Regions from separate parts of the Sus scrofa genome. Here regions 2, 3, 4, 5 and 6 are each linked to region 1. The links are chromatin contacts, called in public Hi-C, HiChIP or PLAC-seq and promoter capture Hi-C maps. All regions are on one chromosome and are shown on one strand. Each heading gives the region's core, a stretch centred on a gene start, on an enhancer-like site or on the middle of the called end of the contact. The rest is flanking DNA. Distances are from core to core; before and after follow the strand shown.

Region 1 (3,921 bases), core at 463-2,962:
CTCCAAGGGCCCTCCCAGCAGCTCCAACTCACCTCCCTCAGAATACTGTCCCCGAGATTTCAAATTTGCCCTCGCAGGACGGCATTATCAAGTGCCTGTGACTCCAGGACTCTAAGGCCTGTCTGGAAGAAAAAAGAAGCAACCTGTAGGCCCATGTGGAGATCGTGAAGGAGGGAAACTTCCCCTGAAGTGGCCCAAAGTGAAGGTGTGGTTCCCAGAGTGGAAATGTGAAGTGGAGAAAAGGACCCTTGTGACGTCGCTGAATGGAGAACTTGCTTGTGCGTCATCAACTAGAATGTCTAGGATAATCACGCCGATTGGGAGAAACCTCTGTTCCTTGCTCCTCTCTCAAAGCTGAGAGAGACCTGGGGAGAGAGGCCCCTGGGCATCACTTCTGCCTACCTGGATCCCTTAATATCCCAGGAGGCGGGAGGATGCTTCCCTGAGAGCCCAGAGGTCACCCAGCAAGGTTAGGGCCAGAAGTGTTCCCAGGGGGAGTGCCATCGTGTCTCAGAGACTTCCTTGGAAGCTATGCTTCTGCTGGCAAGAAGCAGCAGCCGAGCCATCAGAGGCAGGCAGGACTTTGCTGCCTGGAGATCAGATCTCAGTCCTCCCTTGAGGGTCTCCACGGTCAAGTCAGCAGGAGAGCAGGTGCCCTCTCTCTCGGCAGTGGCAGAAACTACAGTGGAGGTGAGACCAGACTGGCAGGGCCGCCAAAGAGCCCACGTGGATGGACCGCCCTTGAAGATCTGTGTGGGCTGTATCTGCTTCAAGTCTGCCTGAAACCCGGGGGTCCAGGAGTCTCTTCCTTATGCCCCAAGGAGCTGACAGACTCTCCAGATGGTTCCCACCTAGGGAGGGTGCCGCGAGGACTAGGCAGTGCTGCTTTATGCACTTGCCATATCCGCTTCACGGATCTGTTTAATCCATCAACTAATGTCGTTAGTGTCACCTGTCATTATGTCGGGCTCCTAGTTTACACTTTAGAAGTCCATTCTCCTTCAAACCAAATGGTTCTTTCTGGCAGACCTGCCCCACCCTATCCTCCTCACCTCCCAGGAAGTCTGGGCTCTTTTTTGCTTTGTGTTCCAAACAAATTCATGCCTCTTACTCATTCCCTTGCTCATTCACCCCTCCTCTCAAAACTTACACTAAAGAGATCTGTGTGCTGGGCCTGTGCCCTTACCAAAGTGCTGTCACCTGCTTATGACACTCCCATGCACCCCCCCCCCCATTACACACAGGAAGGTTTCTTTAGTCTTTCAGTTTCCACGTCTTAATTTCTGAATAGATTCAGATGACCTCCGCTTTTTTTGTGTGCATGTATTTTTTCAACACCAATACATTCTTCATAGGAACTCAATGCCTGCAGAGAGCAGTTCGGAGGCTCTGTTTAGAAAGCACTCCCTGTTCTGAGGTCCTCTGAGGCCCTGGCTGTGCAGATCTGAGAAGGTATGAAGGAGGAGCCACCACGTGCCAGAGGTAGAAAACCAGCGGCCCCACCTTCCCCGCGCACCCCGGGTCTGCTCCCTACCCCATCCTGCCTGCTTCCTGATGTGAAATCTGGGACAGATTTCTGCTTTTAAAGAGCTGCCTGGACAAAGAAGGCGAGTCGGGTTACTCTAGAAACCAAGCAGTCTCGCTGAGGCTACATGACAATTAAGAGCCACGTAGGGAACCGCCTGCTCTAACCAACACTCACCACGTGACTGCGGGAGCACCCGGCATGGAGTGTCCACCGCAGCCCCTGTTGAAACAATGGGGCCCACGAAAGCAATTTAAAGGGGCAATAGAAAGATAGCAGGATCAGGCTACAGCTGCTTACCTAGCCTTGGGATGCTTTTTCAAGAGAGTTCTGTGTCAACATCGGGGCAGCTGTTGCTGCCTTCGGTGAGGAGAGGAGAAACAACTGGGTGGGCAGAGGTCTGGGGGTGGGGGGGAATCATGGCACAGCAGCCCGGGCAGGGCCCCCGGATGCAGGAACAGGGCGCCGCAGCCTGCTCTCCAGGATTCTATTTCAGGCGGACTGGAGGCAAGAATGTGTTCTTTGCCACAGGAAGAATGTTCCCTCAGACAGAACTGCTAATCGGGCGAGATGAAAAGAGGAATGTACAGCCGGCGGTGGTGACCGCTGCCTTTCCAGCAGCCTTTCCCCTCCTTTCCCGAGTCACATGGAGTTTTGGCTGGCTAATTGAGACGGTGGCTGAGTCTCCACCCCCCACCCCACGCCATAGCCTTCATTTTTGAAAATGTAGGAATTTTCGGAGCTCTGTTGCACAACACTGAGCGATTTTCCAGAGCTACCCTCTGTCATCTGTCTCCTTGACATAAAGAGGGAAGGCGGAGGGAGGAAAAAGGCGAGGGGGTGGACGGGCAAAGGAGACAGAGGAAGGAAAGGAGGGGGAGAGTGGGGGAGAGAAACATCTTGCTGACGTCAAAGAAGACCACACTCCACAGGATAACATTACTTAGTACCTCGACCGCCCACTCCCTCTAATTTACTAGAAACCAAACGGCCTGTTTGGAAACCTGTAGCCTGCAGTCTGTTATTTTGTTTTGTTTTGTTTTGCTATTCTCCCTGGACCAAGAAGGCCATTAATTGCTGGCAGTTTGAAAGCTACCTGATTTCCTGAAACAGAGGGGATTTCCATGAGTAATAATTCAGCCCGCGCTGGAGCAGGGCGCTGGGGCCCGAGTAAATTGATCCAGCTGCTTGCAGGCTGATGGAAAAGTGCCCGCGGGAGGGGACCGCAGCTGCAGCTGGGGCCCGCGGCGGGCGCGGTCACGTGGCCCCGCCCGCCCCGCCCCCGGAACCGCCCCCCCCGCCCCCGGGCGCCCGCGCCCCACGTGTGCCGCCTGCTCTGCCCGCAGGCCACCGCCTTGCACCGCGCGCTGGCTTCTGAGGGTGAAGGCAATTCCCCGGCCCCTGTGGCAACCTCTTTCTTGGGAAATGCACAACACCAGGATGATGGGGGCGGCCCTGTTTCCTAAGCTCCCTCCAGAGAGTCACCCTTTTTAGTACGTTGGCTGGGTTGATTGTGCTTCCCAGAAGCCTCCCACAGTTCTGTTGTCTGGACAGCCAGGGCCTATTTACAAATAAAATCGGAGCTGGCAGAGGTAACCTGTATGTAACTTGAGGCTAAAGAAATACCATTTCCGCTACCCAGATGGTAGAGTTCAATCTGTTTTCTGGCCAAGGCCGCACAAGTTAATTTTTATCCTAGTAAAAAATAATAAACACGGCATTAGCAACTAAATGTTTATCAATTTGCAGTTCATTTCCAGCCAGATCATTTCACTCCTGCACGTTTTTACTGTTAGCTGATGCACTGGAGTGCTTTTCATGAAACCATATGTGACTATTTAAGTCCTAGCCTCTGTAGCCTTTCTACGGTGCTTTTCATCTTAATTGGATAATATTTGGCCATTTCAGCTATGGTCCTCAAATATCACATTTTAATGATAAAGAAACTGCAGTAAAGAAAGGTTAAATGACTTGCTAGGGATCACCCCACAGTTAAACAATGATGCTAGGCCAGGATCCTCTGGATGGGAAGATGTCTTAGCAAATGGGAAAAGCAAGGAAAGCACAGGAAGAGGATGATGGAAGCTTGAGAACATCCAGCTGCCCATCCAGCCAAGCCTTTCTGCAGATGCCTCGGCTGGTATTACTGTCTTAGGGGAATTAGCAAGACCATTTGGTGGTGTCACCAGACTTATAGCCAGAAAGGGTGATTCAGCGGCAACGAAATGGAGCGCTGGCTAAACTGAATCATGCTGGCTCTGACCCTCATCCGAACCTCCTAGTTCCCCTTCATTTGAATACATGATAGAAATCTTGATATTGCCACATGGTTCAGAGTGGATCTAAAGTGGGAGAGGGAGAGAAGAAAGAGCTGGCAGAGGCAAGGGCGTAAAACG
Region 2 (3,921 bases), core at 628-3,127, 240 kb after region 1:
ACTGAGCAATCTTATAGATCAAGAATGCAGGATAGAAAACAAAATTTATATCTAGAAGTTATTAACTTTAAGCACAAAAGTGCTACTGGGGCCTATTTTTGTGGACTGTTTCATCTTAAAAATAAGTATGATTTTGGAGTTCCCTGGTGGCTCAGTGGGTTAAGGATTAGGCTCAGGTCACTGCTGTGGGTTAGACCCCTGGCATGGGCACTTCTGCAGGGCTGAAGGTGTGGCCAAAAAAGTATGATTTTGTATAGCTAGTTGTGGTGGAAAAGGAAATACAAAGGGTAAGCAAGTTTCCTACCAGAAAAATCCAAGCTATTAAAACTACAATTAAGAAATGTAGGAGTTCCTTGGAGTTCCCGTCGTGGCGCAGTGCTTAACGAATCTGACTAGGAATCATGAGGTTTCAGGTTTGGTCCCTGGCCTTGCTCAGCGGGTTAAGGATCCAGCGTTGCTGTGAGCTGTGCTGTAGGCTGCAGACGTGGCTCAGATCCCACGTTGCTGTGGCTCTGGCATAGGCTGGCGGCTGCAGCTCTGATTTGACCCCTAGCCTGGGAGCCTCCATATGTCACTGAAGTGGCCTTAGAAAAGGCAAAAAGACAAAAAAAAAAAAAAAAAAAAAAAAAAGAAAAGAAAAGAAAAGAAAGAAAGAAAGAAAGAAATGTAGGCTTTCCTGTCGTGGCTCGGTGATTAATGAACCCAACTAGTATCCGTGAGGACACAGGTTTGATCCCTGGTCTTGCTCAGTGGGTTAAGGATCCAGCGTGCTGTGAGCTGTAGTGTGGTTGCAGACACAGCTCAGATCTGGCATTGCTGTGGCTGTGGTGTAGGCCGACAGCTACAGCTCCAATTTGACCCCTAGCCTGGGAACCTCTATATGCCGCGGGAGCGGCCCTAAAAAGACAAAAGACGAAAAATAATACATAAGTAAAACAAAATGTAAAAAGTTACTGCTTTTACTTATTTAAATGAAAGGAAATCTACAAGCAGGAGAGAAATTATAGATGAGGCAAGTTCTGAGACAGGAACTCTAATTACAGCAGGGCGAGAAGAGTCTGCTTCAGGAAATTTCTGAAAGGTTAAATAGGAAGGCTGAGGGTCAAAATCATACTGTGATGAGAATAGAGAAAATGCGTTTGCAAGGAGCTAAGCTGGGTAGTCACAAAAGGAATGACAAGTACCAAGAAGGAAACCTGAAGCCCCAAGTAAATAACAGAACCTCACCCCAAAAAAGATGCTGAGTATAGTGCACAAATATTCAGAAGGTGCGGAAAGATAAGTCAGAAGCCAAAACTCAGTTACCGCTATCGTGAAAAGGAACAACAGAACTCTTAGCAAAAATAAATGACTTTGCAGAGAGACTCACAGACAAGAGAATAGACTTGTGGTTGCCAAGGCGGAGGGGTTTAAGGGGAGGGAGAGGGATGGACTGAGAGTTTGGGGTTAGTAAATGCAAACTATTACATTTAGAATGGATAAGCAATGAGGTCCTACCGTACAGCACAGGGAACTCGCTCCAATCTCCTGGCATAGATCATATATATATAAAACTGAGTCACTTTTCTGTACAGCAGAAATTAACACATGGTTGTAAATCAACTATACTTCAATAAAATAGATTTTTAAAAAGAAACAAAAAAATTACTCTGCATGTGACTAATACTGCCTTTCTTAGGTAGCTTGGCCTGCAGAGAAAATCACTCCTATCAAGGGTTCTCAGTCCATTTAAGTGAGCCCTAATAAGTGCAAAACCCAACCATGAGGGTGAACCACTGTTATCGTTCAAGGAGTGGAAACCAACAGACAGGACACAGGGGAGTTCGTTAGGACTCTTCAACGCCGATTACAAAATACTGGGAGGAATTCTCCCGAGGACATTGAGTAATGTTTGCAAATGTGTGCAGGTCCGTGTTGACTGTCTGATCCTCTGGACCGGGAAATGCTTCTCAGCCCATCACGGCATGATTTTCTTTTTCCAAATTGAAAATGTGAATATAACTGTAACCAACTCAGAACAGGAGACAGCAGGCACGGCAGGCGAGACAAGAGATTCTGCAATTTGTATGAGAAGAAATAGAATTCAATCTAGGAATGCCTATTTACTGAGCCTCAGAGTGCACTAAGCATCAGGAGCCATAGTCACCACAGTTGATTAAAAAAAAGTATGTCTCCTGTTAATTCACACATTTCCAAGAGGTGGGTGTTGTTAGCCCTCTTTGTTAATGGGAAAAAAATGAGATTCAGAGAGGTTAATTGAACTGGAGATCTCCCGATTTCTAGTCTTAGATCCTTCCTGTGCACTTTCTGTGTTTAAATTCTGGTCCCATCCCTTCTTAGCTGAGTTAGTTGAAGAAGTTATTTAGCCTCTGTAATTGTCTGTTGTTAATGGAAATACTAATTTCTGCCACATAACATGGTTGTAGGGATTCAATGAGGGGACATATGTAAGAATGCCAGCCATGGTGCCTGGCACATAGTAGGCCCTCAGCAAAAGCTGGTGTCTCTCCTTTACTGATGCACAGTGGTGAAGGGAGCAGACTATCCAGCCAGGGTGGCACAACACAGCAGCAACAGCAGAGTGATGCCCCAGTGAGGTGCAAGATGGCCTGCCAGCTGCCCTCTGGGGTCCTATATGGGTACTCAGGCTCAGTAGGGGCTTGCTGTGTGGGTCTGGGAGGCACAGGAACTGGGGCAGAGCCCCTAAGGAGGAAAGGGGTTTATGTGGGTGGAGAGATGGGCAAGGGTTGAGCAGGCAGAGAACAAGGCACTGAAGCAGGAAGATGGGGTGGAGGGAGGGGAGTGTTTGTGAAGGACCCAGGGGGGCTCCTGACCAGCAGGCTGAACAGTGAGCTAAGGCTGGGAAGGGGAGGAGAGGGAAGTCGGAGGTGGCGGAGGCTCCCAGTGGGCAACTTCCACTCAAGGATTTCAACCCATTCCTATAAGAGAAGGGTTACTCGTAAAGGCCTGTCAACTTGGAGTATCCATTATTAAAATTAATTTATGCCAGTGTGTAAACTGGACTGTCAAGGAAAAGGTGAAAAAACAGGGAATTTTTATTATTTTATTTTTATTTATTTACTTGATCTTTTTAGGGCCACATCTGCGGCGTATGGCAGTTCCCAGGTTAGGGGTTGAATTAGAGCTGCGGCTGAGGCCTACACCACAGCCAGAGCAACAGTGGATCTATGTCGCATTTGAGACCTACACTATAGTGTGCAGCAACACTGGCTACTTAACCCACTGAGTGGGGCCAGGAATCGAACCCACATCTTCATGGCTATTAGTCACATTCTTAACTGGCTGAGCCTCAGTGGGAACTCCCTGAATTTTTACATTTTATACACACACAGCCCTTTTTATTACAAAACATATATAGTCTACTTAACCCCACTTTAAAGGGCTTGGGCATTATTTTGACTCTTGCAATCAATTAAAAAGGTTTAAAACAGCTGTGTTTTTACTTTTCTGACATATTATGGTCATATCTAGAATTCATGTGATGTTAAATCAAGAATAAAACTTTTAATTACATCGCTGTTCCTATGGTAAAATATAATCTATTTCAAGGCAATTCACTTTGTCATAAACTTTCCTTGAATAAAACTTGATAAAAAGCAGAGACCCACTGCATATGACAATAATTAAATCTATACTCAACAAGTACAAAAGAGTGACTGTAGGGATAGGTAATTTAGAACAACAACAACAAAAAAAAACCAATCTGAAACATGTTAGGAAATCATACTGAGGTTTGTTATCCATAATCTCCTGAGATATGGATTGTGGTATATATTTAAGAAAAAAAAAAAAACTAGTAAGTACCCAAATTATGAAATGAATTGTATTTTCAAAAAACAGGTTAAAATTCCAAGATCAGGGTATCAGCAGGTTTGATTTCTCCCAAGGCCTCTCACCTCA
Region 3 (3,921 bases), core at 916-3,415, 230 kb after region 1:
TCTCCATATGCTGCGGGAGCGGCCCAAGAAATAGCAACAACAACAACAACAAAAGACAAAAAGACAAAAAAATAAAAAATAAAAAATAAAAATATGACACAAATTAACCTATCTACAAAACAGAAACAAACTCACAGACATAGAAGACAAACTTATGGTTACAAAGGGAAAGGTGTGTGTGATGGGGGAGAGAGCTAGATTTGGAGTTTGGGGTTCTTTTACTACATATAAAATAAATAAACAAGAAGGTCTTATTGTATAGCACAGGGAACTAGATTCAGTATCCTGTTATCAACCATAATGGAAGAGAAAGTGAAAAAGAATATGTAACTGAATTCCTTTGCCATATACTGAAACTAACACAACATTGTAAATTGACTATATTTTTTGGCTGTGCCTACAGCATGTGGATGTTCACAGGCCAGGAATCGAACCTGTGCTACAGCAGTGACCCAAGCCACCAAAGTGACAAATGCAGTTCCCTAGCCCTCTGTGTCACAGGAGAACTCCAGTAAATAAACTATAATTAAAAAAAAGGCATATAAACAAGATAGCAACTTAAAAGAGAGGAAACGCTTTCTTTCTTTTAATATCCTTTCTTTTCACTGAGTAATTATTATTTTTCAACTGTAAGTTGAGTTCTTCTCCTCATCTTATTCCTATTAAATTCACTCTGGCAAAGTGTGCCAGGTCAATACAAATAACCTTTAAAGGCACAGCCCAGCTCTCAAGAGATGAAGAGTGACTGGTACTCAGCGCTTTGTAAAGACTTGCTTGGATAATCTTTTTTGTTGTTTTTATGGTCACGTCTCAGTATATGGAAGTTCCCAGGCCAGGGACTGAATCTGAGCTGCAGCTGCAACTTACGCTACAGCTTCAGCAATGTTGGATCCTTTAACCCACTGTGCCACAGTGGGAACTCCTTGCCTTGATAATCTGAGATCTCTCTTTCTCTCTCTCTCACGCCCCTCTCACACACACACACACACACACACACACACGGTCCTAGGAGCAGTGGTGTGTTTATTGCTTGATGGCACTACCACCTTGCCCAGCTTCTCATCCATCCTGCAAGCCCTCCCTCAGCCTCTGAAAATGAAGGGTTGCGGCCCTTTAAAGGATGCTCTGCCACCTGACCCCTCGCCAGCCCCTCCCCCAGACCTCCTGCTCCCTGCCATCATTTCCACTATTTTGAACTTTCAATGCTGTCTACTTGTTGGCTCCTTTCCCATGTCCTTGGAACATGCCAAGGACATCCTGCTCTAAAAAACCCCTCTCAAATGACTGCTCCATGTCATGCCTTCCCTTCACCATCAAGCTCGTTTTTGAAGAAGGGTACCTTCATGGCCTCAAGGTCCCCTCCTCCACCTGTTTCCCTGCCTCTGAGATTCAGCGTCTGCACCCACCCCGCCTCCCCAATACATGGCTCTCTCATACTCAGAGCCGCTCTTGGGACATGCAGGATCCCTATGTTTTGGCCTTGGGACCTGCCAATCACCTTCTGTGGTGACCGTCTACACTCCTGGCGGATGACCCCCAGATGCAGTCTCCAGTCTTGATCCGGATCCTGGGGTACAGAGGCTGTATTTCCAGTGACTCCCTAACCAGTCTATTGGGTCACCCCGTGAAAACCTTGACACTCAACTTGCCCCAGAGGGACCAGCCCCTTCCTTCTCCAGCCTGCCCCTCCCCTAGTCTGCTGGTTTATGTTACCAGGCGCCTTGCCAGGCCGCCTCCAGGCTAGAACCTCAGGATTATTTTAGATGCTTCCTTCTCCTTCCTGCCTCATAATCAGTTGCCTCCTAATCATCTCCTAAATCTGCTATCTCTTGTCATCCTGCCCCTGATCTTTGCAGTCTAGCTGACCCATCTACAAGCTTAGTCCTGGCCTCACCCCCGCCCCCCCCAAGCTGTGAGTAGTAGCAATTTTAGGCAAGAGCCCCAGCTTCCGCTTCACTGGTCTCAGCTCTCTGCTTCCTGATTTCTGCTTTGTGTACCCCCCCACCAACACCAGCCCCTGCCGCCCCCACTTGAGTTTTCCATTTCTGGCCACTCAGGCTCCCCTGGTTTTAGATTTCCAGGTGCTTTTCCACAGTGACTCTCCACCTGGCTTCTACTTCTGGTGTGAGGTATCAAGTCACACCTACTGTCGCCTGGGTAACATCTTGGTCCATTTCTCCTCCTGTGGAGCCTACCAGCCAAGCCGGCCTTGGGTCTCTCACCTCTGTGCTGTCACAGTAACGTTATTCTCTGCATGCCTGTTCTTTCACTGGACTGTAAGTCCCCTTGAGGACAAGAAGGGGCCATTATTTCCTTGCCTCTGAGTTTCGTTCCAGGCACAGCGTAGGATTAGGAAAATGGAAAGAATGTGGTATATACAGGAAACATTTAAGAATGATTCAAGGCAATCCATGTCCTGGAGAAGGACAGGGAGGGAGGGGCTGCTGTGGACTGAGTCAGTCTAGGAAGCTGGATCCCAAGCTGAATGCAGACATTGTAATTATATGCCCTAAAAACAGGAAAGTGCTGCTTACGCTGATGAAGTCTATCTTTGAACTCCGCCCAGTGCCCTGAATTCTCCACTTACTCTGTTACCTTTTCTTAACCCAGCTGGGATGACTAGGGCCTGTAAGGCCAAGAAGGCTGTCATGAGAGGTGTGGCCCAGCCAATAAGGGGCCAGAGGCCAGCAGCTTCCTGCGTGTTAGCGCCAGGAGTGTGGGAGGCCGTCTTCTGTTTACTTGGGGACCTTGGGACCTTGGGGCTTCGCTTGGCCCCAGAGGAGCTCAGAAGTGTGCATCACTCCTCTGAAGACACATCCAGGGAGTGTTTGATTGTGACTTCTCCCTAGAGCCGGCCTCCAGCCAAATGTGAATAGCCCTTGTAGAATCCTGGCTGGTGCTCAAGGCCTTCTTGGGTTTTTCCAAAGAAGTGTCCTGGGCCTTCTCATTGGTTTCTCCATTTACTGTTTCCTGTCATGCTATCATGTGATTGGAAGTGCTGTCCTTAAGGCTGTGTCCCTTTGGTACCATGAGCTCAAGCTCTGCTCCCGCCTAGCCTCACCCCTAGCCAATCCCTTTGGCTGAAAGATCCCTGGACTTCCCTGCAGCATCAGCCTGGACTGCGGTTTTCCCTAAGACCCTCTGCTAAGCTGTGCATTACAGGTCGGGGAGGGCCCTGTTTGGATCTGGCTCATTCTGAAGGAACTCCGGCCCTTAAGAAGGAGGGGGGGTCATGCTGGCCATCTTCTCAGTTGAGTTTTGGCAGCCTGGCCCTTCTTCATCACCAGTCCCTTCTTCCTTTGGACCACTCCACTTGCCCAGCTGCTGCAAGTCCCAGATGTTCCAGAAGAGCTGCTAGGAGCTGAGAGTTTGTGTGGGCAGAGAGACACGGGCCAATCCCACCACAAGCAGTCTAAAAAAATGGTGCCCAAGGGAAAGCATGTCTTGACTTTGGCCCTCTTCCACATGGGTCTGTCCCCTCAAAGATGCGTGTGCCCCCTGGATTTCACTGAATTCTTAAGCTTGCCGCAGAGGTATTTATAGCCCAAGAAAGTTGCTCAATGGTCTTATTCATGGCCTGCATGCAAGCTCTCACGAAACCCTCTGCTGGATTCCTTGGTTCCTGGAAAGCCTGGGTGAATTTCACGCAAAAATCATTTGAGCATATAGTCGCATATTAACGTGCGTGTTCAGAAGCCAAAATCCAAGTCGTAATAGGGTTGCTCACACTTTGGGATTTCCAAACCTAAAAGAAGGCTCTTTAAAAAGAAAGAAAGAGGGAGTTCCCTAGCAGCCTAGTGGTTAAGGATGTAGAGTTGTCACTGCTGTGGCTCAGGTTCGATCCCTGGCCAGGAAACTTCTGCATGCCATGGGCCAGACCAAAAAACCAACCAACAAATAAATAAAAAGGAAGAAAGAAAA
Region 4 (3,921 bases), core at 684-3,183, 200 kb after region 1:
ACACACACAAAATGTGTGCACAAAGACCATTGCACACGTGCGAGCACCTGCACACACACCCACAGCCACGCAAACAAAGGGTACAGAGATACCCACTGAGACAGACGGACACGCAATCAGCACCCAGGGTCACTCTTTTCCTTGCAAGCAGGAGACCAGGTGAGTAAGTAGAAGCCAAGAGCGTCTCCCCCGCCCCTCCCCCAAGGCTGGTTTCAACCAGCAGGCAGGCAAGCATTATGCAACTAACGGCTGGGTTCATGAAAGGAATGGAGGTTCTCCGACTGCACAAATGGGCCCCCGCCCCCCCACCTCACTCTGATTCATGAACTAGTTTTCAGATTCATGAATCACTCGGGAGCCAGCAAGAGAAAAATGAGTAGTATTGATCTCATGGCGATGGAAATGGACTCATTTATGGCCGTGCTGGGTGCGGACAGCTTTCCACCAGCAGACACTCGTCAGCGTCCAAGGGCTGCAGGAGGTGCCTCCACCTGGAGGGGGCAGGGATGCTTGAGGGCTTCTGAGGAGGCTCCCCTCCTCTGATTGTTTAATGGACATAGAGAGACCTACTGGGACATGGACTGTGGCTAGACGCCTCTGTTCTCCTTGGGTCGGTCAGTGGCCCTCTTTTGAGTATTTGCCACCTTTTTTCCTTTTTTTTGGTCCACTTTGAATGAAATCTTTTAAGAGGCATCTCAGAGCAAATTCTTTTCTGGATTTCTGGTGACTTCTCAAGGACTACCTAAAATAGAAATTCACCTTCTACTAGGTGAATTTAAGTTCAAGTTCAACTAGGATGTCTTGGGGTTTGCTTCTTTTGCAGCTTTAAGGCAAAGAGGTAGCTTTGACACTTTTCAGCCCCTTGCACGTTCTTCAGCAGAGAAGCCCTGGGGATACAGACTCTCTAGATTTGGAGTGATCCCATTTATGTCAGGAAAGGCCATCCTCCCACTGGACGAGTGTCATCATACAGATGGGGCTCCGGGATTTCACAAAATCATTCTTTTCCTGCCCAAATGGAGTGATGGTGCTCTGGACTGACTTGGGGAGGTGGGCACTGAGCTGGGGTCTGGTGGCATCACAGACAGGGCCCTCCAGTCCCTGGCAGGTTTGTGAAAGGGGACACTGCTTTCCAAATACTTTCGTTGGGCCCCTTGAGTTTCAACTCAACCACTTTCTCTCTTGACACATGCCCCTCAGCCCAGTCCTGCTCAGCTTGTTGGACTCACCTTCAGGGGTGGGGAAAGCTTCCTTTCCTCTCTAAAACGCTGCAGTTGAGACTGTCATGGGTAAGCAGATCATGATGGCGATTGGCTCTGATTTGCAGCTTTGAAATGGGATTTTGTGTGGTTTTCTGTTCCCAGGTCTCTCCAACCACCCCCACCCTCCCAGCTCTGGGAGATTTAAAACAACCAATTGGACATAGACTTTTCAGAAACTGAACAAATGTTGGCAGCCAACCACCAGAAAAGGATTCGATCCTGAGCTGCATCATTTTGGATCAGGGGTTTGGAAATTAGATTCTCGCCCATTGACTTCAGATGGACAGTCGCGCCATCCAATGCATTTAACTTGGCAGGGATTCTGCGTTGTGACCTTGCCCTCATTTATTTCTGCAGTGCCCAGAGAAAGCGGGAGCAGCCCCGAGAAGGCCGAAGAAGATGCATTTGTATGAATTTCAATAAGCTGTGGGTGCAGAGGTGGCAAGGGCGGCTTGGCATTTCATGAGGTCCGTGAGAAGGTGCCTTTCAGCTCTGAGCAGCCCCAGCTTTCTTGTGCTGAACCTGCAGCTAACTGGAGTCTCAGGCCTGCCGGGACACTGCGGGTTAAAATCACTCCCATGAATGTGCTGGCTGGCCTCGGAGCAAGCGGGGATAGTGGGTTGGCTCATGTTTTGCATTAACTCGTTGGCTTTTTTTCCACTGCAGCCTCACATTCTCTGATAAACTTGAGTTGCTAGGAAAGCTTTATGTAACACCCACTGGCCTCGGCTCCTCAGAGCAGCAAGTGTTCTGTTTCCAGAATTCCCCATAAACCTGGCAGCACATCAAAACCTCTGTTTCATAACAGACCAGAAATAGGATTTTCTAATAACATTCTGAGCACTGGACGGATGGTGCAGGGGTCTGGACTTTGATAAATCATTAATAGTTCACTAAACAGAGACCCCCATGATGCCCAGCCTGCTACCTCTGGGGCAACGGTGGGAGGTAGGGTCGGAAGAAGCCTGCGGTCTCTACATCCATGATCTGTTGGCTAGTGACCTGTGGTCCCTTGCAGAGAATTTGCTAAATAATCTCAAACATATTGAGGATCTTACTCATGTTTAAAAAAAAAAAGAGAAGGTGGGGGGGGACTACCTTCCTCCTGCTCCTTCCTTCATTCATGAAGAATGTGGTTTCCTTTTATTTTGTTGCCAGGCAGGCTGACAGTTACAGATTTAACCCCCAGCTTTCCCCTGGGAGAGGGCAGAACTCTCTTCAATGGACACACCTAGTGTGGGGATTCAAGGATCCTCGTGCAGTAGACGAATGGCACATTTAAGCCTCAACCCCGTGGGTCATGGGCTGACGAGACAAAGAAGCGGGGTGGCCCCGCCCTCCCCCTGACACCCATGTGTTGCCACCCCTCCCAGTCCGGTCCTGGTTTAGATTATGACAAGGGATGGGAGTTCCCTCCAAAGGGCCATTTGCAGCCTATTTAGATGTCACTCGGGAAAATTCTTCCCGGAGGTCCCAACTACATCTCCTTTTGTTCCACTGTATCTGTCCGTGCCTTCCTTCCCGCTCTGCCCTCCATGCACTGTCAGCATGTGGACATCATTGCTGAACAAAAGAAGCTCCAGGTATGGCAGGACTGTTGAGACTCACCTTTGGGGAGAAGTCAGTGTGACTCATGGCACAGCTGCCTCCAGCCCTGAGGATGCTGCTCTGTGGACACCCTGCATCCTGGGCTGCATCCCCACCACCTCCCTCTGAGCCTCCCAGGGTCAGCTGTCTGGATTCATCTCAACCACTCAGGGGAGCCTGGGCTGACGGCCCCTTCCCTGAGCTCCTCACTATCCGTTCTGGTATGTTTCCCTGTGTTAAGCTTACTTGTCATCTTTCTCTCCCAGATCCCACCAAACAATCCCTGCATTGTTCACCTTCTCATTTGGGACTCTCGGGCCCCCAGAAGTACTAACTCCGGGGTTCCCAGGATAACCCTCCCCAGGTTCTTTCCTCCACTGCCACTGACATAATTTCTCTGGTCTCTCTGGTGTTTGCAGCTCTTTCCCATTTGGTTTCATCAGTGTCTCAATGACCTGTTATTTACCCTTTCTTCTGGGTCATTAGTAAACATAATCAAAAAAATGCTCCTCCGCCATCCGGCTGTCCCTGTGCTAAGCAGGGCCCTAGGGAAGGCCACCCATGTCCCCTGGACCCACCCAACAGCCCTCATCCTAAAACAGCGCCTCGGAAATGGCAGTCGGGCGGCGGGGTGGGCTTTCCTTCCCAGGCTGAGATTTCATATCCCCATGATCCATTTAGTGTCTGGACACCTGGTTGCTATGGAGATGGTTGTCATAAAAGCACACTGATCTGTGGAGAGATATAAAACCGAGCCTGCGGTACACGATCATCGGGCGCATCAGTTCAGAGAAATGGCGGGCTGCTTATCACTCCTCTTTGTTGACACAGGGCCTCTTCCTTTCAAACGCATCCTGGGTGACCTTCTCAGAACGAGGCCAACGCCAATCCATTTCGGTTAATATTTCGTAAGGGACAATCAAGGGCTTCACCAAATGCCAGATGCCCCGGTCTTCCTGTCCCAAGCTGAGTCAGCCCAGAGGAAGAGGACGTTCTTCTCTGGCACAGCTTGTTCTTTGCTGACTGTCATCGATCCACCAGCACAAGAGAGCAGGCAGAGTGAAAACACTGT
Region 5 (3,921 bases), core at 624-3,123, 180 kb after region 1:
GCCCCCAGGATTAATGGTGATTGATAAGTGCTGGAGGACCAGGGCTTGCAGCCTCCCAGAATCCTCGCCTCACCCACACACGCTTTTGCATGAATAGCAGCAAAGAACGCGTTGAGTACATGGGAGGTGCTGTCAAGAATTTGCTCCTATCCCCGTCTTTTCTGCTTGTGAGTTTCACTGGCTTTTCAGCTTGCAAAGAGCAGAGAGTGTGTTTTATTTATTTTTAAATTTCTTTTTGCTCTTTTTTTGGCTACCCTGCAGCATATGGAGCTCCCAGGCCAGGGATCAGATCCGAGCCACAGCTGCCACCTTAGCCACAGGTACAGTGACACTGGACCCTTAACCCACTGTGCCAAGCCAGGGATCAAACTGCCTCCCAGCACTCCCAAGACACCACCAATCTCATTGTGCCACAATGGGAACTCCTGGGACTGTGTTTTATATTCCCCTCTCTCAGTTCATGTCCAAATGCTTAAGGGGAGGAAAAAAATGATCTCTGGAACTCCATACCCATCCTATAGGTGAGGAGAAGTAAGTTGCTAATGAGAGAAAGGGCCAGGGCTCAGTTCCAGGAAAGCTGCTGAAAACACCTGCTCTAACCACTGGCCCACACTGCCTCCCAAAGGGTAGGAAGCACCATTCTCTAGTTAACCTGTAAAGTAAAATGTGGGCCTGGGAAAGGTGAAGGCATGTTTCCGTTCCATGCAACAGGGTGCATGCAATCTACATACCATCTACAGGTCATACAATACACAATAGTTGATACAATATACAACAGGCAAAATGTGCCTGGCCCCTTTCCTTGGTCACTTGACTGGTTCAGGCCACGGCCGACAGACTGATTGCCAGTGTACTTTGTCAGATTCCCTCTACCCACCCACCCCCCGGCTCCACCATTCATTTTCCAGAACCCTCTGTTCTGTATTTGCAGTTTCAGTTCTGTATTTGTGGACACAATCTATGAAACAATTCAAAGGGGGAAAGAAATACTTTGGTGAAAGGTAGAAAAATTAACCAAAAAATGGGTTAGGCTGAAAATTCCTCTAAGGCTTGAGGATGAACATTCAAACCTAAGACGAGAAAGTCAAGGTGAGTTTGTCCATTGGGCTAAGAAGGAACAGTGTGGGAAAGTCACACGCTTGTGAGAACCAAGTCAGGCAGGCGGATAACATTCAAGGGCTGGAAAGGATGAAATAAGATATTCTGAGCACATGAGCAATGGCAGCTGGGAGAGCACTGGCCCTTTTCACTCCAGATTTTATAAACTTCAGGTAAAAGAGAGGCAGCAGTGAGAGGCGCATCCTCAGTGTGGTCCCCCCAGGCAAATCTGAGTGGCAGAGATTTTAAGTTGGGTCCATTTTACTTTAGAACTGCCCCGTGTGTGTGCCCGGGTGGCTGGGCTTGGCTTTCTCCGCCTTTGTCTTTGCCGTCTCTCCCTGTTTCCCCACAAAACCAAAGCTACTTGTTCTCCCAGCTTCACAAAGAGGAAAAAAAAAAAAAACGACTCCAAGAGGAAATCACTTCACAGCAAGTGAGCCCTGGGAAGAATTCAAGAGTGAGGAGCCCTTGTAATGAGATTAAGGGAAAAATGCTCTTGTGCCTCCAACTCAGACCCGTCCTCCGTGCGCAGAAGCAGCCAAAACAAATACCGGCATTGTTTTGGGAAGGAAAAGGTTAACAAGCTAGGAAAACAAAATCAGAGATATTTTTCAAAGCGTGACCCTGGGCAGGATGAGCAGAGAGCAGCCTGCCGTTGCAGCAGCATCTCCCCTCCTGGCTGATGTTTATCCTGCAGCTTGTGGGGGGCGGGGAGCAGCTGTGACATTCAGAGAGACCACAGGTTGCTGTCTTCTGCATGGCAGTCGGGCTGCACTCATCGGGCAGAGGCATGAAAGCCTGGGTCCAGAGGAAAAGACGCACAGCTCCTTGGCCCCTTCTTAGAAATGAGCTTAGAAAAAATTCTTTGTGGATCATGCAAAGCTTGGAACACATGCTTTCATCTACCCCTGGCCAAAGCACTAGACTGCAAATGGAAATTTGGAGGCTGTGTCCAGGCTTGGGTTTCAGGCTGGCCTTGAGGACGTGCTTCAGTTTCCTGATTCAGTCAATTAATATTTATCCGGCGCCCACTGTGTGCTGGGGCTGAGGGTCTCCTGCTGCGGATATAAAGTTGATAGACCCCCATCTTTGTCTTTAAGGGACGTACAGTCTGGTAGAGAGAACAGATGTGCGAACAGATTGTTATCCTTGTAATATGTGAAGCATATATAGCTAATATTTAATATTGATGTTTCCCAAATACAGCTGTAATGGGGATGATGCCCGTGGACATTTGACACTCAAACCGTGTTGTGTGTGAGTGTGAGTTGCGTGTGTGTGTGTGTGTGTGTGTGTGTGTGTGGCCAGATGTCCATCACCCTCTGTAGGCAGTGCCCCTGGTTCTTTAGGAGCCTGCAAGCCCACTTCCCTGCTCTCAGCAGGCTTCTGATGATGGGAGCTGCCCTCTGGAAGTCCCGTGGAGCTTCTGGGATGAAGTGTGAAGGGCTAAGATGAGGAAATAGAGGGGCTTCCTTGCCACTCTTCATCCAACAGAGATCGCCAGTGTTCAAGAGGGCCCAGACGCTCTTTGTTCAATCATGCACGCTGCTGGTGATCATGATGGGAGGTTCTGTAGACAGAATCCACAGCCCAAGACAGAGAAACTGGTGAGAGGGTCGAGGTGTCTGTAAGTGGCTTCCATGACATGGTGCCTAGTTTTCTCCAACAAGACTTAACATATTCCTTGTCACATTAAAGTCTCAGCTCTAGGAGGTCCCGTCGTGGCTCAGTGGGTTAAGAACACGACATAGTGTCTGTGAGGATGTGGGTTCGATCCCTGTCCTCGATGAGCAAGTCAAGGATCCGGTGTTGCCGCAAGCTGTGGTGTAGGTCACAGATGCAGTTTGGATCCAGTGTTCTGTGGTTGTGGCATAGACCCCAGCTGCAGCTCTGATACCATGCCTAGCCTGGAAACTTTCATATGCTGCAGCCATAAAAAGAAAAAAAAAAAAAAAGTCTCAGCTCTGTCTTGCTGAGAAGGACCCATTTGGGACTGTACAGGAAATCGCTGAACTTTGCTCAGACTGGGATGGTAAGGCTTATTCTCAACATCTCCACGATTATTTCACTTTTTTTTGTTTGTTTGTTTGGGTTTTTTTTTTTTTGTTTTTTATGGCCGTACCCGCGGCATATGAAGGTCTTAGGCTAGGGGTTAAATCGGAGCTACAGCTGCTGGCCTACACCACAGCCACAGCAACACCAGATTTGAGCTGTATGTGCAACCTACACCACAGCTGAGGGCAATGCTGGATCCTTAACCCAATGAGTGAGGCCAGAGATCAAAGTGGCATCCTCATGGATACGAGTCAGATTCATTACCACTGAGCCACAACGGGAACTCCCTTCATGATTGTTTTGTACTCAAAACTTCACAGTCCTGGCTGGCAATTTCCCAAGATCTGCATTGATGAGATTCATTTCCATGCATCAGAAAGTAGAAATATCAGAAGGCACACAGAGCCACTTGGACTCTGGGAGGAAAGGCAGTGACTTATCTAAAATCAGAGTTCCAACCCTTTCCTGGCAGCCAGGTCCTTTTCCTGGGGTTTGTAGTCATCAGCCAAGAAATGTGGTAACACATGAAAGTAGATTTGGTGTCAGGGCAGATAGAGCAATTACGCTGCTCCTTCCTTCTGCAGTCAGGGGAAAATTACCAGTAACGCACCTTGGTGCCCTCTGGTTAACTGCTGGTTAAGAGTTAGTTCTCAGGAGTTTGGTGAACCTGATGTGAAATTAACCAGGAATTTTACTGCCAGATCTGTACACAAGATTTGGAGTCTCCCTTCAGATAAAGTACCTTGTTTCAAATTCATCAGATTTCTC
Region 6 (3,921 bases), core at 428-2,927, 150 kb after region 1:
CCCAAGTGGACCCAACATCATCGCAAGGGTCCTTGAAATTGAAAGATGGGGGGAAAAGAGGAGGGTCGAAGGAGACATGAGAGACCAGAAGAAAGGTACCAAGAGAAAGGAGGCCGAAAGCCAGGGACAGAGGTGGCCTCTAAAAGCTGGAAGGGGAAGGACACAGATTCTCCCCTAGGGCTCCCAGAGAGATGGAGCCTGTCATCTCTGGATTTTAGCCAAGAGAGGCCTGATCAGACATCTATCCTACAGAGTAGTAAAGTGATGAAAGTGTGTTGTTTGGGAGTTCCTGCTGTGGCTCAGAGGGTTAAGGATCTGGCGTTGTCACTGCTGTGGCTTGGGTTGCAGCTGTAGCTCAGATTCCATCCCTGCCTGGGAACTTCTGCATGCCATGAGTGCAGCCAAAAAAAAAAAAAAAAAAAAAAGGTGTTGAAGTGGCTGAGTTTTTGGTAATTTGTTACAGCAGTGGCAGGAGACAATCCACGGGCTTGTCCTTTTTGTGTCCCATGCATTGCCTCTGTGACAGATCCCAGATGCTTCAAATTGCCTGCGCTTGGCCTGGACACCCCACACACACACGCACACACTCCCAGTCCTCTCAGGCTGCCATTCTGAGCATGCACGTCCTGATAAACCACCCCCACCCCCAAGATTCCGTGATGCTCCCAGCAGTCTGACCTCTTCTGGAGCTGCTTGTTACAACTTGGGGATCTTCTTCCACTGGCAAAATCCTGAGGTTCCCTTAGGATCAGGAGGCGGCTGGCCTCTGTGACAAGAGAAATACTATGTCATGGTTGGGATGCTTTTGTGGACTAAAGAGGCCAAAGGCTGGGCTTGCACTTCCCGAATGACTCCACCTCTTTAAGAAAACTGTCAAGAACAACAAAAACATCAGAGCAAAATGGATTCTTGCAGGAATCTACTGCCTATCACCCGCCAGCGGTCTCAGAGGCTGCTGTTCTGGAAAAGACTTCCCTCTCAGAGGAAGCGGAAGTCTCCCGCTTTGGCTACTCCCTCCCACCACCCCCCATCCTCAAAAGCTCTGAGTGCCCCTTTCTGGGGCTCCGTTACCAAACAAGGTTAGGATTTATAACTTCTTTCATGGCAGCCCTTGGCTCATTTCCACCAAGTCCTTCTTTCCTAAAAAAATCTTTCACCCAAAGTCATTTCAGTTCAATTCCGTGTCTTTATTTTTCCCTCTTCCTTGTTCTTTTGGCCTTTGGAGTAAAGGAGTCAGAACACTGCCCGCAGCTAAAGACTTGGGTTAGAAGTCGTGCTGGCAGGGAGCGTACTTCTTTATTTCTTTGTTGTCCACGGAGCCGCAGGGCTGGGTCCCCAGCAAGTCGCCTGAGGACATCTCAGGGCCCCATCTGCCTGCCCCCACCACCCCTACCCACCACCGGGCCCTGATGGTTGTGGCTGCTTTTTTTTTTTTTTTTTTAATTTTGGTTGGTTTTGTGAAATCGCTAGCTCTCTGCTCCTCAGACTTGGCTTGCTAGCAGAAAAGCAAAACCAGGGCAAAAAGAACAAAGAGACGCTGGCAGAAGGCTGGGCTACACTTGGCCAGGCTACTGCAGGCCAAGGGCCTGAAGATGCATCTGAACACTCCTCCCCGCCTCAGGGTTTAAAATACCCACACTTCCTGCTCCTCAGAGAGGGTATGCATAGAATGCTCGTGACTCACCAGCGGTGGTTTTCAAATGTGTCTGTCATAAGGACGCAGCATCAAAAGCCCATCCTGTTTCAGATGTTATTTTTTCCACTCTCAGCTATGCAGCGCTAGAAAAGCTGAATGCCCGAGACCGGGGTTTGTTTTGAGTGCAGAAAGTGAAGGACGATTTCATTGTACTGCAGCAAGTCAAAACCCAACTCTTCAGGGGAAGAAAGAAAAAAGGAAAAAAAGAAAAAAAAAAAAAAAAAAAAAAAGAGAGAGAGAAAAAACAACCCACGTGTAAACAGTGTGGAGATTGAGTTTCAAAGCCCTTGTTTTTGAAAAGTTTAATTATATTTCAACTAAAGCCAAACTGTCAAAACATGTGCCTGCTTTGAAAACGCATTAGCCGTCTTATGTAAAAGCCCATAATTGATGTCCAGAGGAAACCGGAGCTGTGCGGTGGGGGACCACTCAGAAAAGCCCCCGCTGCTGCACTTCCCTGTCGACCACGTGCAATCCTAGACCTCGGCTCCTGAAGTGGGACATCGGAGAGGAGAACAAAAGGGGAAGCCCGAAATACCCTAAAGGGGAGGGTTTAAAATGTCAGGCCTGGTTTCTGGACCCCGAGGCCCAGCACGCTCTTAGTGATCACTTCCATAAGGGGAAGCCCGATAGGGAGCCTCAGAGTCCTGGCGACCGATTAGAAACATCAGCAGCTCTTCCTCCTGAGAACCTTCTTCCTCCTGCCCGGCCCTCGGGCCTGAGGGTCGCCTGGGGGCTGCTCTGTTCTGTGCTGACCCCTCCTATCTGCCTGGTTTTCTGGTCATTTCCCTTCTTCCAGATGCTGCTTACTTCCTCCAGAAGAGGACCTGGGAGGGTGGAGACTGAGCCCACTCTCCTCCGCTGATCTTCTAGAACTTTCTAGTCTCCAGTGCAGAGATTCGGACTTTTCTGCTTGTGATGTCTGTGAGTTCTCTTTGGAAACCATTCTCAAAGTTAACGGGGAGCTAAGTGAGGAGGAGGGCTATGAGCCATGTGAGGCAAGCGGGGCTTACGGAGAGCGCAGGCGTCCACGCGGACCCTCAAAGCGGAGGTACCAAAGGGCTGGGGACGACTGGCCCAAGACTTGGGTTCCCAAAGTTGGCCAGCATCCTTCCTTCTTCTTTGGTCAAGTCACTGGCCTCTTCGAAGACCAGGCTTGTCCTCAAGACTCATCTCTGTCCTTTTTCCCTTGGTGGCTCAAACAAGCCTAGGTACATATGATGTGGAGGCCTTTAGGATGTTTAAGGATTCTTATTTTTTCCATCATAGCTGGTTTACAGCGTTCTGTCAGTTTTCTACTGCACAGCAAGGTGACCCCATCACACATACATGTATACATTCTTTTTCTCACATTATCATGCTCCATCATAAGTGACTAGATAGAGTTCCCAGGGCTATACGGCGGAGGCCTTTAGATTTGAGAACGCTCTCTTCTTTATCCTGTGACACAAGGGCGGTCTTCCCTCACTCCCCCCTGGTTTTGCTGATCTCTCCCGAATGGGACACATTCCACACAACCCACTCGTGGGGAGAGTGGACTTTGGGGTTTGTGGTCTGGGACTCTCTGGGGACCTCAGAAGAGCTGCCAGATAAAATACGGGACATGGAGTTAGATGTGAATTTCAGATCCACCAAAAAAAAAAAAAAAATCACTCTTGGAATGCCAATATGTCCTACACGTTATTTTCTTTAAAAGTACGGCCCATGCAATATGTAGGACATTTTACACTCAAGTTATGCTCTGTGTATCCGAGGATCACATTTAACTGGGTGTCCTTTGTTCTTATTTGCTAAATCCGGCACCCTCCCAGAGGCCCCTGTGTTCTAAATGGACATGGGCTCTGCAAGTCACAGGAGGGAGCGGGTTCTGATTGGGATCAGAGCCCGGTGGGGCTGTGTTCTCCCCGCAGGTGCTCAGGATGCACAAGCAGAGCCAACAGAGTGGGAAGACGACCCACACCAGGCCTGTGGGCCACGCCTGGATGCTGGAGGCCTGCCTTTGCCAACCTCCAAAGGACTTCGAAGCCAGCAGAAACCACTACGCAGCTCACATAATGATAGCTTTCTCCCTTCTTCTTCCAGACAGTTTGGATCCTTAAAAAAAAAAAAAAAATTGCTTTGGGGAAGCAGCAGAGGGTACAGGAAACTCAGAAACTGGCCGCCAATGGAAAACAGGAAAGGAGCGCCTCTAATTAAAAGCAGCCAGCTCTCTGCTCCATCTGCAG

Evidence for each region. Promoter capture Hi-C pulls out the DNA fragments that hold promoters and counts their contacts. A called contact is a pair of places that touch in the nucleus more often than the background predicts. HiChIP or PLAC-seq counts read pairs in DNA pulled down with a chosen protein or histone mark.
Region 2: a Hi-C map of liver shows a contact between it and region 1, with 1.8 times the contacts expected there. The contact joins two enhancer-like sites. A contact is called at or near these places in 5 of 47 Hi-C or Micro-C datasets (fetal liver, liver and skeletal muscle) and 2 of 2 datasets of contacts at active chromatin or transcription factors (alveolar macrophages and skeletal muscle).
Region 3: an H3K27ac HiChIP or PLAC-seq map of alveolar macrophages shows a contact between it and region 1. The contact joins two enhancer-like sites. A contact is called at or near these places in 2 of 2 datasets of contacts at active chromatin or transcription factors (alveolar macrophages and skeletal muscle).
Region 4: a promoter capture Hi-C map of liver shows a contact between it and region 1, with 10 times the contacts expected there. The contact joins two enhancer-like sites. A contact is called at or near these places in 4 of 5 promoter capture datasets (fetal liver, fetal skeletal muscle and liver), 24 of 47 Hi-C or Micro-C datasets (alveolar macrophages, blood, brain and 12 more) and 2 of 2 datasets of contacts at active chromatin or transcription factors (alveolar macrophages and skeletal muscle).
Region 5: a contact with region 1 is called in an H3K27ac HiChIP or PLAC-seq map of skeletal muscle. The contact joins two enhancer-like sites. A contact is called at or near these places in 2 of 5 promoter capture datasets (fetal skeletal muscle and liver), 2 of 47 Hi-C or Micro-C datasets (alveolar macrophages and embryonic fibroblasts) and 2 of 2 datasets of contacts at active chromatin or transcription factors (alveolar macrophages and skeletal muscle).
Region 6: an H3K27ac HiChIP or PLAC-seq map of alveolar macrophages shows a contact between it and region 1, with 4 times the contacts expected there. The contact joins two enhancer-like sites. A contact is called at or near these places in 5 of 47 Hi-C or Micro-C datasets (blood, embryonic fibroblasts and retroperitoneal adipose tissue) and 2 of 2 datasets of contacts at active chromatin or transcription factors (alveolar macrophages and skeletal muscle).

What each region holds. Positions count from the first base shown.
Region 1 is chr14:56,248,814-56,252,734 of Sscrofa11.1, forward strand. No RefSeq gene overlaps it. Among named protein-coding and RNA genes, the nearest start is that of TOMM20, 140 kb to the left of the region's middle. Within about 2 kb of position 1,713, at least 69 of the 83 cell types and tissues checked have an H3K27ac peak or open chromatin away from gene starts, as enhancers often do. A contact at or near this core is called in alveolar macrophages, embryonic fibroblasts, fetal liver and 7 more, where this site is marked.
Region 2 is chr14:56,490,739-56,494,659 of Sscrofa11.1, forward strand. The region is part of intron 4 of LOC102158473 (a long non-coding RNA gene); the gene reads right to left. Among named protein-coding and RNA genes, the nearest start is that of IRF2BP2, 53 kb to the right of the region's middle. Within about 2 kb of position 1,878, at least 4 of the 83 cell types and tissues checked have an H3K27ac peak or open chromatin away from gene starts, as enhancers often do. A contact at or near this core is called in fetal liver and liver, where this site is marked.
Region 3 is chr14:56,473,401-56,477,321 of Sscrofa11.1, forward strand. All of the region lies in intron 5 of LOC102158473 (a long non-coding RNA gene), which reads right to left. Among named protein-coding and RNA genes, the nearest start is that of IRF2BP2, 70 kb to the right of the region's middle. Within about 2 kb of position 2,166, at least 27 of the 83 cell types and tissues checked have an H3K27ac peak or open chromatin away from gene starts, as enhancers often do. A contact at or near this core is called in alveolar macrophages and skeletal muscle, where this site is marked.
Region 4 is chr14:56,453,513-56,457,433 of Sscrofa11.1, forward strand. No RefSeq gene overlaps it. Among named protein-coding and RNA genes, the nearest start is that of IRF2BP2, 90 kb to the right of the region's middle. Within about 2 kb of position 1,934, at least 35 of the 83 cell types and tissues checked have an H3K27ac peak or open chromatin away from gene starts, as enhancers often do. A contact at or near this core is called in embryonic fibroblasts, fetal liver, fetal skeletal muscle and 5 more, where this site is marked.
Region 5 is chr14:56,431,733-56,435,653 of Sscrofa11.1, forward strand. No RefSeq gene overlaps it. Among named protein-coding and RNA genes, the nearest start is that of IRF2BP2, 110 kb to the right of the region's middle. Within about 2 kb of position 1,874, at least 37 of the 83 cell types and tissues checked have an H3K27ac peak or open chromatin away from gene starts, as enhancers often do. A contact at or near this core is called in fetal skeletal muscle and skeletal muscle, where this site is marked.
Region 6 is chr14:56,400,999-56,404,919 of Sscrofa11.1, forward strand. It overlaps LOC106505999 (a long non-coding RNA gene), which reads right to left. Exons shown (of 3, transcript XR_002338582.1): 1 at 1,685-3,921; 2 at 679-766. Among named protein-coding and RNA genes, the nearest start is that of IRF2BP2, 140 kb to the right of the region's middle. Within about 2 kb of position 1,678, at least 53 of the 83 cell types and tissues checked have an H3K27ac peak or open chromatin away from gene starts, as enhancers often do. A contact at or near this core is called in alveolar macrophages, embryonic fibroblasts, retroperitoneal adipose tissue and 1 more, where this site is marked.